Linked DNA regions of Sus scrofa: region 1 is linked to region 2. A link is a contact called in public promoter capture Hi-C data. All regions are on one chromosome and are shown on one strand. Each heading gives the region's core, a stretch centred on a gene start, on an enhancer-like site or on the middle of the called end of the contact. The rest is flanking DNA. Distances are from core to core; before and after follow the strand shown. Region 1 holds the start of ITGB3 (integrin subunit beta 3). Region 2 holds the start of METTL2A (methyltransferase-like protein 2A).

What was found. Promoter capture Hi-C pulls out the DNA fragments that hold promoters and counts their contacts.
Region 1: a promoter capture Hi-C map of fetal skeletal muscle shows a contact between it and region 2, with 4 times the contacts expected there. The contact joins the promoter of ITGB3 here to the promoter of METTL2A in region 2. A contact is called at or near these places in 2 of 5 promoter capture datasets (fetal liver and fetal skeletal muscle) and 2 of 47 Hi-C or Micro-C datasets (brain and fetal skeletal muscle).

The regions. Positions count from the first base shown.
Region 1 is chr12:16,750,883-16,753,582 of Sscrofa11.1, forward strand. ITGB3 (integrin subunit beta 3) reads right to left here and starts at 1,346. Exons shown (of 15, transcript NM_214002.1): 1 at 1,249-1,346. The coding sequence starts at 1,315.
Region 2 is chr12:16,307,300-16,309,999 of Sscrofa11.1, forward strand. It overlaps METTL2A (methyltransferase-like protein 2A), which reads right to left and starts at 1,257. Exons shown (of 9, transcript XM_003131301.5): 1 at 1,105-1,257; 2 at 807-898. The coding sequence starts at 1,214.

The DNA.
Region 1 (2,700 bases), core at 96-2,595, 440 kb after region 2:
GCATTTATCACATAGGAAGCCTCGGCAGTAATAACTTAAACAGCCCCCTATATATTATTTGTAACTCCTTCATCAAGTTATGGATCATAAATTGTGGTGATGGTTTCATGAGTCTATAATTATATCCAAACTCAAGTAATATACATTAAATATATACAGCTTTTTGTTGTCAATCATACCTCAATGAAGTGTTAAAAAAAAAAAAAGATACTGTTGCCCTGTCAGGTACAATCTCTTATACACGAGTCATCAAGTCTTTCTGAATAATTATTCTCCAAATGGGCTTAGCAATAAATCTTACTTTAAAAAAATATCCTCTGCAGGCTCTAAATTGCTTTACAGTGAGTACCACTCTTTTCTTTTAAGGTAATATGTGCACACCTGTTGAGTCCTCTGCAGAGGAACGTTGCTGTGTATCAGGAGCCAGAGTTCTCCCTGGAAAGGTCACTCGGGCTCCGGAAAGACCAAGGGCAGCACCCCCGGGCTGTGCTCTGCCCCTCCCAGCACCAATGAGGCCGAGTGCCAGCTGCCTCGGCAGTTGATAGCGGGTGCAGCGGCAAGACAGACAAAGCCAGGGAGCCAAGCCAGCTCCAGGGGACCCCTGGTGTGGCTGCTCGCCTACACCGGAGACCTTTTCGGATGCTGGGTTTGTCCCGGAAGCAGAGGCACGGCTGCCGCCCAGGGACCCTGTAGGAGGCAGAGCCCTCATCCTCCTCAGAGTTGCTCCCGCTGGGAGCCACCAAGTAAAAAACAAAAATTTGGGAAAAGTATAACACAAAGAGAAAAAGGAATGAGGAGTAACGGGTAAATCTGCGCGCGCACGTTCTCTTATCCGAGAAGCACATCCCTCTGTCAAGATGCGGACCAGCTCTGGGAAGCCCCAGCTCGCCTCGGTTACCGGACCCAGTCTGCCTTCGCGCGGCCAGGACCACCTGCGACGCGCGCAACCCGGGCTGAACTCGGGGCTCAGAGATGCGCCCCCGGCGCCGCGCTCGCCGACACCGCGAGCAGGCGCCTAACCTCGCTAACTAAGGGCTCGCTTCGGCGTCGCGGACGACCCGCCCCTAGGTAGCCCCTCGCCGTTGCCACAGCCGAAGGTCCCCAGCCTGGCCCTGAGCACTCCGAGCTCAGCCGCGCAGGACCCGCCCGCCCGCTTTCCCCGCTCCAAGTCTGCACACGCGGCTGCGGCAGAATGCGCGGCACGGCTCCCCGAAGAGCTGCGTCCCGCCGCGCGGGAGCCTCACTCACCTCCGACGCCGACGCCCGCCAGCGCCCCCACCACCAGCACAGCGGCCCAGAGCGGCCGCGCTCGCATCTCGTCCACCCGCTGCCGCCCTCCGCCTCAGCTGTGCCCTCCCTCCCCACAGCGAGCAGCGGCGCCTGCGGCCGCTTTTCCCGCAGCCAGAGGGGAGGGGACGCTGTGGGTGGGACGCAACGGGGCGGGCCGTGGACTTGCGCTTCCTCCCCTCAGGTCCTTTGCTGGACCCTCCAGAACAGAGAGGGAAGTTGGAAACCGTCGCTCCTCTCTCGCCGCCTCAGCTCAGCCCGCGAGCATCCGCCTGCCTGCAAGTCAGGCACGACTGAGACCCGGGGCGGGCGAGGGCGCATCCTCCACAGATGTCCTGGTCCCAGGGTCCGCGCTGGCACCTGGTATGCTTAGAAAATCCAGGCGCCTGTGGCCCCTCTCCGGACCTAGGTCATCTCCCCGGAGACGCCCACGTGGCTCTTTTTCTTTCTTTCTTTCTTTCTTTCTTTCTTTTTTTTTTTTTTTTTTTTTTTTTTTTTTCTCTCTCTCTCTCTCTCACCTGAATTCTCCTTGGGCACTTTCTGTCCGAACCTTGAGTTTCATTCACTCACATATTCGTGCATTTACTTGACAAACCTATTGAATGCCTACTCGGTGCCAGGCACGGGCTTAGTCCTTTATTATTCACTAATTTTTATCTGGGGAGTAGTTTGGTTTTCCCGTAGACCGTAAGCCTCTAGAGGACAAAACCACATCTTAAGTTTGTGTGTGCAGTTGAAGTCCACAAAGGGACTTTCTCTTCAAATGCTCGCTCAGAGTATCTGATAAAAGTTTCAGAACACAGTCAATATATGGCCTCCATGCAAACCTACAGGCCTTGGAACTTTACTGCATTCTCTTCAAAGCCCTTCTGCTTTTCCCCAGTCCTGCCTCATAGACTCTGGGTCTTCCCCAAACTAGAAACTTCAAAGTTCAAAGAGGCAAAATACTAGGGCTGTGAACAGGAGGCCACCAGGGACAGGGGCGGGTGCAGGCTGTCTCAATGGATAGCTCTAAGATGATTTAAAAAAACAAAAAACAAAAAAACAAGGCCTGAAACATAAGGCAGAATTTGGATATCTCTCCAGTTCCTGGGCTCCTCTAAAGGCTTTATGGCTGCCTGGAAAACCTGTTGCTTCCTCAAGCCCTCAAGACACACAAGATGCCTGAAAACTGGCCCTGGCTCAGATCTCCAGCCTAGCCCTAGAATATACTTAGCATTCCCAAACACTCCAGGCCTTTCTATCTGACTGATCTTACTTCTTTTTTCTGCTTGGAAAATTCCACTTATCTTTCAAAACATCTCAGATGTCACCTCTTCCAAGTAATCTTGTCTGATGCCCCCACCCTCAGCAAAGGTGGGCATTCCCTCCTCAGACCTCCCAATACTAGGATACACCAAAAGAACAGCATGC
Region 2 (2,700 bases), core at 7-2,506:
CAAGTTTCTTTAACTGTGAAAAGAGGATATTGGACTATATGATTTTCAAAATCCCTTTCAACCTTGCTTTTAGTCTTTGTCAAACTAGGTAGGGTGAATATCTTGTAGCTGGAATTGTCTAATTATTGCTCAGAACTATTTCAGAGGGTACTACTCTTCCAATTTCTGGTCCTACCTTCCACTGACACTTAGGACAAGGTGCCAACCAGTCCTAGTTTTAGTATCTAGGGATATTTTGCATTGAAATCATCCACCTCTCCAGAAGCAGCCTCTTTTTCTTTGACCAAACTTATCTCCACTCTGCTTCATCCATCTTTCCTTGGCAGAAGCCCCTATATTCCCATAGCCATCATGCAAGGAAAAGACACATAATTCACCAGTCATTAGCCAACCCCCCCTTGCAAAACGATATTTAGAATGTGACCACTTGAATTTAGCTTTAATGGCAATATTTCCTCAAAGTATAAGGATGCAGAAAGTACATCCTCTAAGCAATCATGTGACTATATGGCTGCCATAGTTAGACATATTAATCTTCAGTTAAATCACTAAAAAATGCTATCAAATACAGGTGCCTTCTTCCAAATAAAAAACCAAAACCAAAACTCCCTCTATGCCCCTAACAAGATTTAAGGCGCAGCCCTTTTTCTATCCTTGCCCATCCCCTCCTCCTCCCTTTCTACCCCTGAGTTCGGTACCAATCCAGTAACCAAGATTCCCGGCGGCCTCGGTTCTCTGGCCTCTCCGGAATAGCACGTCCAGCAGTACACTGATTGTCGATACCATTTAGGGCCCACTGGGCGCACCTTGCTTTTCCTGGCACACGCGCTGGCTACTGTTCTCCTGGACTTTCCTTTCCGCCGCGGCGGCCTGCTCTTCCGACCACTCCACATTGTCCCTGGGAAAATCAAACGGGCAGCTTAGGGGCCTCAGGTTCCCGCTGCTGGCAGGTGAGTCTCTGGCTCCGGAGCGCCTCTCCTGTGGGAGAAGAGCGCCTCGAGCAGGGAGTGGGACTCAAGGCTGGCCGTCAGGGGCTTCTCGGAATGATCCACGGCTCCGGGGCAGAAAGCGAGCCGCAGTTCGGGCGAGGGGCAGGGCGGTTACCAGGCATTGTGGTGGAAAACGCGAGCCGGGTCGCTCAGGAACCGGCTCCCAAACTGCTGCCTCTTCCCACCAACCGCAGTGTGAGACTCTTCTGGGTAGGAGCCGTCCATGATACCGGAGCCGGAAATCCCTATCTCTCCGTAACGCGAGAACTTCCTGCGGGCCACGCCTCCTTACGGAAGGCGCGGGGTCTGGGCGGGAAAAGACGGAGTTGGGGCGGGGCGGCCCCGCAGTCCCGCTTCAGGGCGGTGCTCGGGCTTCGCCGGGTGGGGCGGGGCTCTTTGCGGAAGAGGAGCAGAGGAGCACACCCGCGGAGTTTCGCCCGGGAGTTTTCCTCAGATGAGACGGGCGAGAAAGTGGGCGACGTTCCACTTGAGGCTCCTTTAAATGCTGGGCTTCTTTAACAGGCTCTTCAGTTTCCCTTAAGTTGTAAGACAGGAAAAATCATGAATCACGTTTACAATTAAGGGTACATAGTTCCACTGCAGAGCTAATGTCCAGGATTGAGGATGGTAACCATGGTGAGGAGATAGAGCAGTTTTCCAGGTTCTTTAGTCAACTTTTAACAGTATGAAAAAGGAAGAGCCCCCCCCCCCCGAGGATATGAAAGGGATTTTTCGAGAACACGAGGTCTATCCATTCAAGTCAAATATTCAAGAATAAGTTTAAAAAAAATTTGTAAACGTCCTTTTTGAAATTATCCGTATGAGAGCTTATTTGCACAATCAGAATTGTAATAATGCTCATATCGTTTGTTGTATTAATACAACTTCAGCCGTACATTTCTATTTTGATAATTACTACAAACTCATTTTCAAAAAAGTATGCTGTCAAACGTATGATTGAGAAGACTTGCAGGAGAAGAGTGATGACTACCATTTGGAAGAAGAGAAGGGAAGGGTTAATTATTTTTTTAAGTAATGTAGTACTAGATTTAGCTCACTAGTAACCAGTAATAGTTTACTCTTGCTGAATCTTTCTCTAGGCAAAACCAAGGGAAGCAAAGAAAGATTCTGTACCTTTCCCACCAAAGAAGTGGAAACAAGCCCTAAAGCCTTTTTAATCACAAAGAAAAATATAGAAGTGAATCAAAAAGATAAGATAGTAAAGAACTTGTGCTTTATTTGAAGACAAAATACTTTTGCCATTCTCATGGTCTTTTGAAACATTTTGAACAAAAGCTCTTTCCAAAAAGCAAGTACAGGATTTTTATCTTTTCTCAAGGCCAGCTGTTTGCACATAAGGTTTATATTTATTGGTTTATATTTATTCTTGGCATCTTGTTCTCTCATCTACAGGCTTTTTCTCCTCCACACGCCAAAAGCTGTTTGTGGTCTCCATCAAGAGTCTCACTGTGTATCTTCTTGCAGTCTCACTGTGAATCTTCTCTCACTTGAAGTTACTTGCTATATATTAGTTCCAATAATTAGTGCCATTTAAAATGTCAAGCAACTTGGGTCCTTTAGTAAAATGTGATAAAGTATCCTAAACTTAACTTTTATACAATTTTCTTTGGTCGACCTGTACACCTCATTTTCCTCAAATTTTTGAAGCACCTAAAATATTTCAGAAGGAATTTGGAAGACATAGGTAAGT